Linked DNA regions of Sus scrofa: region 1 is linked to region 2. A link is a contact called in public promoter capture Hi-C data. All regions are on one chromosome and are shown on one strand. The core of a region is the stretch at or near the end of the contact, and the rest is flanking DNA. Distances in the headings are between cores, read along the strand shown. Region 1 overlaps MICAL3 (F-actin-methionine sulfoxide oxidase MICAL3). Region 2 overlaps MICAL3 (F-actin-methionine sulfoxide oxidase MICAL3).

Region 1 (4,681 bases), core at 1,110-3,609, 71 kb before region 2:
CCCTCCTATTCTGCATCCCACTGGGAAGTGAGTTTGTTCTTTTTTTTTTTTTTTTTTTTTTCGTCTTTTTAGGGCTGCACCCAAGGCATATGGAAGGTCCAAGGCTAGGAGTCAAAGTGGAGCTGTAGATACTGGCCTGTGTCACAGCCGCAGTGACATGAGATCCGAGCTGCGTTTGAGACCTACACCACAGCTCACGGCAATGCCGGATCCTTAACCCACTGAGTGAGGCCAGGGATTGAACCTGCAGCCTCATGGATACTCGTCAGGTTCTTAATCCACTGAGCCACAATGGGAACTCCAAAAGTTTGTTCTTTGTGCATCTGGTCCAGAACTGTAGTGGGACAGTGGGAGGAGATGACAGGTAAGCACACCACACCCTTCCCTGAAGCCCTCATGGCAAAAGGCAGTGACCTGGGGAGCAGAAATGAGGGGTAAGTCCATGTTCCCCTCTCTGACAGCCCGTCCGAGGGACCCAAGAGAAGAGAGGTGGAAACGTAGGAACCATGTGTCACCACAGCAAACCTGGAACCTCAGTGTACCCTGGCGATGGTGGAAGCCACCATGCAGTCACAGCCCAGTGGGGAAATAGATGAAAGCGTCGCTTCTTCTCTCTCTAGGGCTGTCTCGGAGGACTCCATTCCCCTCTGACTTCCCTGCACAGGCCTCTGTCATTATGATTTTCCATTTTCCGTGCCTCCAAAAACGTTCTCCTGGTGTTTTACAAAACCTGATCTGATTGTTTAGTGTCTGCTCCTGTTTTAGTTACAATGATTCATACCCAGAGTAAAAATAATTCAAACAAGACCAAAAAGTACAAGAGAGTAAGAATCACCTGAGGTCCCACCATCTGTAAATGACACTCTGCCCTCTTGAGCACTGCCCTCCCTCAGAAACCAGCATGCGTGGGTAGTGAGGCATGTTTGCATGGCCTGTGACCCAAGTACGGTGTGTCACATCTACAACACAGGACTAAGTCATCCTGCTCTTACTACTGACAACCTGCATGTTTCTAGCTCTTTGCAGTAAAAAGCAGTTGACCTCCTTGATCCCACGTAACCTGAGTCCTGGAGGAGACCTCTGGGTTCGGGGTCAGGGTTGGGGGTGGGGTGGCAGGGTGTGCAGTTCTCTTCTCTCTGTGCTCAGTTCTAATCACCCCTCATAGTTAGGGTACAAACTGTCGTACTTTACAGCCTAGAAAGCGCCTCTACATCATTGTAGTTGTCACAGAGCGAGATGATGAAAAGTGAGACAAGCAGTCACAGTGTGATGCTAGCGCACTGAGAGTCGCCATGGCACATACAAAGGCCCTGACAGCCACGTTTACTGAGAAGCAGCAGCGCCAGGACCACTGCCTGCTCTCGTAGCCTCACCTTCCCCACCCTAGAGAGAATATGCCTGCAGTTCAGAGAAGCCAAGTAGACTTGATCACACGTCCACTGCAAACCCTGGAGGGATTCTGGTCTAGAAGTGCCTGACCTCACAGCCCCTGGTGAGGCACCTGACAAAACTCTGACCATTTTGTCATCTCCACTTCAGAGATGAGGAGACCAAGGTCAGAGGGTGAGTGATTTGCCCAAAGATCTAGAGCCAGGATTCTAACCATTTGATTCTGAGCCGCTGCTCCCACCACCAGGCACCTGTCCCTTTCCTCTTACAGAGCTCTTCTCTCTAGAGAAGAGGGTTCTTACTAAGATCTTTCCTGCTGCTCTGAAACCCTATCCCTTCTTCAAAGGGAGCAAAGGTCGGCAGAGAGTGAGCTCGTGGCCACACCAGGCGCAAGTCGTGGAGCTCAAAGCAGACCCAAACTATCCCTTCTTGTAACTTTCTTGTACTTTGGGGACAGGGCAGAATTGGTCTGTCTCATCCATTCCTTTCAGAGAGGAGGGAGAGAGTGCCTTTATTCTTGGGGGTATGAAACTAGAGATGATGAAACAAAATGGAATGAGATGCAGAGGAACCACTTAAATGCAGGGTGGGTGAAAGGCACATACCAGGAATTAAACGCAGCATCTTTTCTGGCGTGTAGGCAAAGGGTTGGTTTGTGAAGGCAATTAGGTGATCAAAATTAATATTTTCCTCTTTAAAGATAACAATTTTTATTTATAAAGCACTCCTTGCTGGACCGAGCTCAAAGCATTTACTGAGTGCTGGCTAATTACCCCACCCAGTAAACAATCTGGCAGGTAGGAAAAGAGAGATAATGCTCCCCATTTGCAGGTGGGTGCTACTGTGCTCAGAGCCAGCCCCCAGAGACTCAAAAATAGAAGGCGCGCCTCCCACCCACTGCTTCCACACGTCCTCCTGAGAAAGGACAGCCCCCTTGCTGGCCACCGCTCAGGAACTACAGCTCCCAGCAGACACCGGGAGGGGACGGCTGTGCTCCCCGTGCACAGTCCAGATTCCCAAATATGGAGAAGGACTGGGCTTGGGGAGAGGAACCCAGCGTTCACCCTGCAGAGAGGGAGGGAGGATGAGGTAAGTTTGGAACATTTAACTCTGTCACCTAAACGTCTGCCTGGGCTTTGAAATACAGCAGCCACAGTCATGGTCTCTAATAAATCTTTCTGGAAGCTCTCACCCTGAAATCAAGCATGTAGCTCAACAGAGCCCTGTTCTCACCCTGAGGTTGGATGTGTGCTGATGGGGGCTGCAGCCCTAGGCGGTCACACACCCTCTCTGAGTCCGACCAGTTCAGAAAGTGATGTTGGCAGCAGTGGGAAAGGAATCTGAGTGGAAAACAGCTCTTTAGCCATGGGAGCAGCACTCCAGGGGCAGGGCTGGCAGCCAGGCAGAAGGAGAGCCAGGAGGACAAGGGTTACCCTTTCTGCCACAGAGGCTGCTGAGCCCACCTGGCAGGAAAAGCATGAGAGGTCTCTCTCCTGTTCTGTCTTCACTCTGTCAACAAACATTGATGAAAGCACCTCTGCTGGAACATGTGGGCTGGACACTGTGGAGGAGATACATCGCCCGGACCAGATCTCTGTCCTCAGGACACTTATGACAAGGTGGGGGAGGGGCAGGCACTTAAGCAGTGTGTTATTAATGCTTTCCATCAAGCGCTGTCACCCGGCTGCTGCCATGTGCCAGGCACTTGGACTCTGATGGGGAGGAAGCTCCTTCTCAGGTAGATTGACGTTCTGGTTGCCCTGGGTATCTGGGGTTGCGTCCTCCAAGCAGAGGGAACAGCAGGTGCAGGGCTGGGAGGTGGACGTGAAAGTAGTGAGTTGAGCACAGGCGGGGGGCCAAAGGGGCCAGAGGAGGGCAGGAGAGGAGGAAGCTAGTCACAGAACCAGGCCCGGAGGGGTCACGCAGAGCCGGCTAAGGATGAGAAGCCAGCATTTCATTCCAGTCCCAACCAAAGCACTGTTGTTGGGCGGTGGTTTGATGTCATGTGCTGTAAAGTGCTGGACGAGGGCAACAGACTCTAAAGGAATTTGGGAAGGAGAGGAGCGATGCCCCTGAGCTGGCTGCACAGGGGAGGCTCCCCAGCAGAATGGGAGGCTGAGCATCCGTCGTCGAACAGGAGCAAGGACGACACCTGGCATGCCCAGATCATTAACCTGCCGCAGGTGTGGTCCCACGGGGGCAGCGGGTGGGAGGCTGGAGCAGGGAAGGTCCTGGAGCTCAGTAATGGGGATGCTGTTCACAGGCTCCAGTGTCCAGTCAAGAACCTAGTCTTCTCCAGGGGCCAACATTTTCCTCTTAAAAGACTTGCTACTCTGAAGGCTTTGAGTTCCGTGTTGAAATCCGGGTGACTCCCAAGGGCCCCCTTTACATCGTGTCATATGTGAAAGGTGCACAGGTGAAGGGTGCCCTCAGGATGCCCACAATGAGGTGCTGGCCCGAATTCTGGAGGACAGAGCACCAGCTTTCTATCAGGGGGCATGGAGTGCTTAGCGCCTCCTTCACTGGGAAGACCGAAGCCCCTGGAGCTGGCAGCAGAGGAGAAAGGGTTGAGGAGAGTCGTGGGGTGGAAGAGAGAGTGGAAACGAGAGGGGCTGAAAGAGGAGGCTGTGAAAGAAGCACTGAATCTGGGTCCTCCAGGTGGCTAGTGGAAGGGAGGAGTACGAGATCAGGAGGAGGAGCCCCAAGGGGCTGGGATCCCTCTCCGCGGGTGCCTGTCACGGTGCTGTGGTCTGCGGCTAGCAGCCCAATCAAGCCATGCTCTGGGGGATCATGAAGACCCTGCCCCTGAGACAGACAGTCAGCCTGATGACCAGTTACTGGACAGCAGGATAAGCTGTTGTCTGCACTCAGTACCTCCCCAGGGGCCTCATCCTGACCGTTCCTTTTCCACCTGGATTCAGGGGAACTGTGGTGCTGTCCCAACAGGTCAAAGCAGACTAAACTCAAAAGCAAACAACATTTCCAGCCATGCCCTCCTCTCCCCCAATCCCCAGTAGACAAAGAGAGCTCGCCTGAGTGGGGACAGCAGGATGTCGTGCACGCAGTGCAGTTCCCCAGGTGTTTGGGAGTGGGGTGTCATTTTAAAATCTTGGTAATAGGAAGCAGCAGTAAGTCAGCCCCTGGGCTGTCATACCGAGGTGCCACAGCCCCTCGGACGTGGGAGCCCCCTGCCCAGATTCTGCAGTGTTACCTCCCCTCCCCTCACTGTCCTCCAGGCCCACATGGTAGCCCCTTACTTCCTGCACTAAATGCAGCTGGCATCCCCCTGCAG
Region 2 (4,475 bases), core at 630-3,129:
TATTGCTTTTTCTTTGAAGAAGTGAAAGCTTTTTAATTGCCTATTATCTCATTGATTCTTACTTGTCTCTGAGGTCATCCAAGTTTAGTGCCGTACGCTTTTCCCACTTTATGGATGAAGAAATAGGGGTGATGTGATTTGTTCTAAGTTGGGACATGGTGCCTGAGTTGGAACTTCAATTGAGTTTTCTTTCTCATGAAATTTCACTAATAGGGGAAGAAGTCCTCTTTTTTGGAATCTGAAGGATTTCAAGATATTAGATTATTTGTAGGGGAAGAAATCCTCTTTTTTGGAACCTGAAGGACCTAAAGATACTAGACTATTTACTTTTTAACTTATTTTGTTTTGGCCACACCTGAGGCATATGGAAGTTCCCCGGCCACGGATTGAACTGTGCCACAGCAGCAACCCCAGCTGCTGCAGTGACAATGCAGAATCCTTAACCTGCTGTGCCCCAAGAGAACTCCCTGTTGTGCTTTTTGAGATGACTAGACAGCTAAGGCTAGCTAACATTTATTGGTGCCTATGTGTGGGGACCTGAGCCAGGCGCCTCATGTGCATCTCCTCCTTTATTTCCCACGACAGTGTACAAGGTAGGACTTAGAATTTTCCCTGATTTTACAAATGACGAACTAGGGTTTGGTGAGACCCAGGCCAAGACAGTGACAGACAGCTGGGCTGGTACTCAGAGCCGGGCTGGCTCTGAAGTGTGTGCTCCTAACCTCCATGCTTTAGTGGAGATAGGGGAGCAGATGTCAAAGTCCTAATACCTGTTGCTAATGCCTCCCTGGGTCTCATGGGCTGTGGTTGTACAGGGGCTTTATTTTTCATTGAAATAGATTAGTAGGAATTCTGGACTTTAACTGGGCCAGAAGCATTCTTTAGCCAGGTTATTACTTTAGTGGGAAAAATAGAGCTGAAAAAATAACTATATTTGGAGAGTGTGAAGTATGTAATGAGACCAGATGGGGAGAATAGGGACAGAACCAAAACGGTCGTGGACAGACGGAATTTGTGATATTCTAATTCAGGGGACCCCTTTAGTACCTAGGCTTTTTTTTTTTGGACCCCAGGCTTTTTAACTTAAGCTGCAGGTTGAAATTGTAAACCTGGAGGCATGGCACTTGTGCTGAAATCTCTGCGGTAAATAAGGCTCTCAGTTTCTACTTTAGATAGCACAGTTGAAAATCTGACTCCTTTTTGGTCTTTAGCTTCCACAAATAATGTGGTACATTGTGCAAATGGTGGGGACATTGTTTGGAAATTTACCTAAACTCTCTGTGGACTTCCCCTTCCCTTCAGCCTCGCATTCTGTCATCTTTGATTCTACTTTTCGGAATGCATCCCTGCCCCGTGGGGCTTAGCCACGTGTGGCTCGCTGTTTCCTTGGCGTTGGGCTTCAGCTGTCTTCAGGTGTAAAGGCTTAGCGTCATCGTTTTCAAGAAACTGGAGGGGGAGGACAGGGAAACTATCCTTTAAACCCTGCAGTTCACCAACTTTTTGTTCAGTGACAGGGTTTCACAGGGGAGAGAAAATTGCCGCAACTTAAGAGAAGGAAGTGGTGATAATCAGATTAGAGAAGGGAAAAGGAGGATTGTTTGTACCTTGGTGAGAGGTGGAAGAGGAAGGGCAGGGGCTTCTGCTGAGGGGTCAGTTCCTCGGCAGGAACAGCTTCTTCACCCTGCATCCCTCTGCAGTGCCTCCTCTGTGGGTGTCTGTCACAGAGGAGGAAAGAGCAAGCTAGAGTAGGTGTATGTGTGAACGAACCTCATTAGATGCAGAGCTCTATTTAATCGTGTATCTCGTGAAGGATACGGTCTGGCTAACTCTGGAGGGAGAGGAGCAGTGCTTGGGCCAGTGGTTAACTGGTAGCTTTTATTGATTTTTCTTTACTGTCATATGAAAGGCAAAGTGAAACTTTGGTGGGTCCCAGCTTTGTCCTGTCTCTTGCCCTGCCTCTTTTCTGTTGTTGATGTAAGCAAAGTATGAGGGAGGGTTGAGTCCTTTTGTCAGTATTGGAGCTTGGGAAGAGAGGGGGGTCAGGGCAGCCCAGAGGGAAGACTGAGAAGGATGGGCTGTGCTTACACTCCTAGTCCCTGCCACCACCCCCCCCTGCATTGTGACAACAAACCTTCAACTCCAGCTGCCTGGCTGCTGACAAAGTAACAAAGCCAACTTATCAAGGTCCCAACTATACTCCATCCTGTCTGCTCCTTCCTTCACCCACCTCCATCACCAAGCTGCCTTGTGATTGAGAATCCGTGGATTTGTGTGTAGAAGAGGAGAAGAAGCGGGGAGAGTAGTATGGTAATGATGTCAGCAGTAAGGTGTAGAGACAGTTGGTGGTGCTCCTGGCCCTGTTCTTAGTGACCGCATGCCTGAAGGCAAGAGGCCATCACAGCAGCCTGAGGGGTAGGTGCTGTGATGGTCCTTGTTTCCTGCGGAAGGAAGCTGAGGCACCCAGAGCTTGGTGACTCCTCCATTAGAAACTATGGAGTCAGGCTTCAGACTCAGGCATTTGGTTCTGGAGTTGTGCTCTCACAGACCAGTCAAGGACAGCTGGCTTGGGTGAATTTGCCCCTATCAAGGTTATCCTTGGGGGTCAGCCCTTCTCTTCCACCCTTCGGTCCACAGTTTCACATTGTTTCTCCCTTCACTTTTGAGTTATCTTTTTGAACAGCTGCAGGAGAGATGCATTTAGTTAACTTGTGTATTCTTATAAAACTAGGACAGAGTCAGAGGAAATATTTTGGAGTTTTCAGAGGCGGACTTCCCAGAAGGGACACTTAGGACAGAGTAAGAGTCTTTGGGGGCCTAGGGGCTGGACCACGTGATCTGGAAAGGTTTGCTTCATGAAAAGCTGAGGAAGCTCTTCTCCTTTCCTCCTCTACTTTTTTGCCTGGCATGAGCTTCTAATCCCCCCAACCCAGAACTCATGCAAATCCTATCATTGCCCTAGCTCAACTACTTTATGGATGATTTTTATTAAAAAAAAATTTTTTTTTTGACCAGGCCCATGGCATGTGGAAGTTCCCAGGCTAGGGACTGTACCCGAACCACGGCAGCAACCTGAGCCACTGCAGTGACAAGGCCGGATACTTAACCCACTGCACCACAAGAGAACTCCTGGATGCTTTTTATTTTATTCTTTTGGTTTTTTTAAAAGTTGAACTAGTGTGTGATCCTAACCACTGTTTGGAACAGAACCTTTTACCCAGTTTGGTCATGACTGGTTAGAGTCATTTTTTTCCCTGTGGAAAAGGAAAGGGAAGTATTTTAACTAGTGACATGGACATGTTTCAGTTTGTTTCCAAAGTAGACGGGCTTTTCTTAAAACCAGACTTTCAGAGTTAGGAAAAAAATCAACCTTCTGCCTTTGGCATTTTCAGCACCTTTAGGCAAGTGGGTACTGTGGGTGCTTAGGTAGGAATGGCTGTCACTTAGCGTTGCTGTGAGCCAGATACAATGCCAAGTGCTTTTTGTGCACTAGTTTCCTGCTTCACACCAGGGAGGATCGTTACAGAGAGGTTAAGGTCCTTGACCTTAAATAAGTTTCAGAGGCTGGATGACTCCAAATTCTGTGCGTTTAATCACCTCGCTGTAAGCTGACATGTTGAGGGAGCAAAAAGAAGAGGAAGCAAGGAAGAAAAGACAGTATGGGGTAGGGGAGAGAAATTCGTGAAATGGCAGCATGCTTGGGCTCTCAGGACTCCCTGGGACCAGAGACTCCTGGTCTTCACCACCCTCAGAGGGCCAGGGGCAGAGGGGCCAGAAACTGAGAGCTTTGGCTTCATATTAGGGCTTTCTCTCAGCACACGTTTATTGAGTAACTTATATTTAAGGCAAGTGTCAGACAATAAGGTGAGGTCTGCCTGCAAGGTGGAGGGTGAGGGCAACATAGATGCAGAAAACTGTAGTGTGTTGTGATTAGTGACTGAACTGGGCAGGGAGCCCCGACATGGAGTGGTAAGGAAATTTATACCAATGAGCAAATTATTTTTTTCTCCATTCAGTCTTATTAATTTTGTACATAGACTGAGAATTTCTAGAATTTACCCCCATGCTATTGTTTCAGGAATGTTTGTATATTTCCAAACAGGATCTCTTTGCTGCTACTCTAGAGGACCAGCCTAGCACCTCCGTTGCAGGAAAGGCTGGGACCACCTCCCCTTCCTGCAGGCTGCTCTCAGGCCCAGCACCATTGCCGACCTGTGGCTTGTGCTGCTTGCCTTGGATGTACCGGTACTCCATGCTACCAGGGTACCATTTCCCAGGTGCTCTAAGAGAGATGGAGCAGTTCTGGGCATGAAGGCCTTAACTGATGCTTTGGGAATTACATCAGACCATGTTACCTTTAAAGCTCCTTTCTAACTTTAGGACCCAGAGGCTGTGCCTATAGGGACCTCAGAATCGGTGGTAGCCTTGTAGTGGTGCCTGCCAGCCCTCCTACTCCTCTTTCCTTAAGTATCTCTTTG

Evidence for each region. Promoter capture Hi-C pulls out the DNA fragments that hold promoters and counts their contacts.
Region 1: a promoter capture Hi-C map of fetal liver shows a contact between it and region 2, with 1.9 times the contacts expected there. A contact is called at or near these places in 2 of 5 promoter capture datasets (fetal liver and liver), 15 of 47 Hi-C or Micro-C datasets (brain, embryonic fibroblasts, epiblast stem cells and 8 more) and 2 of 2 datasets of targeted methods (alveolar macrophages and skeletal muscle).

What each region holds. Positions count from the first base shown.
Region 1 is chr5:70,122,844-70,127,524 of Sscrofa11.1, reverse strand. The region is part of intron 2 of MICAL3 (F-actin-methionine sulfoxide oxidase MICAL3); the gene reads left to right. Among named protein-coding and RNA genes, the nearest start is that of MICAL3, 7.8 kb to the left of the region's middle.
Region 2 is chr5:70,051,490-70,055,964 of Sscrofa11.1, reverse strand. The region is part of intron 2 of MICAL3 (F-actin-methionine sulfoxide oxidase MICAL3); the gene reads left to right. Among named protein-coding and RNA genes, the nearest start is that of MICAL3, 79 kb to the left of the region's middle.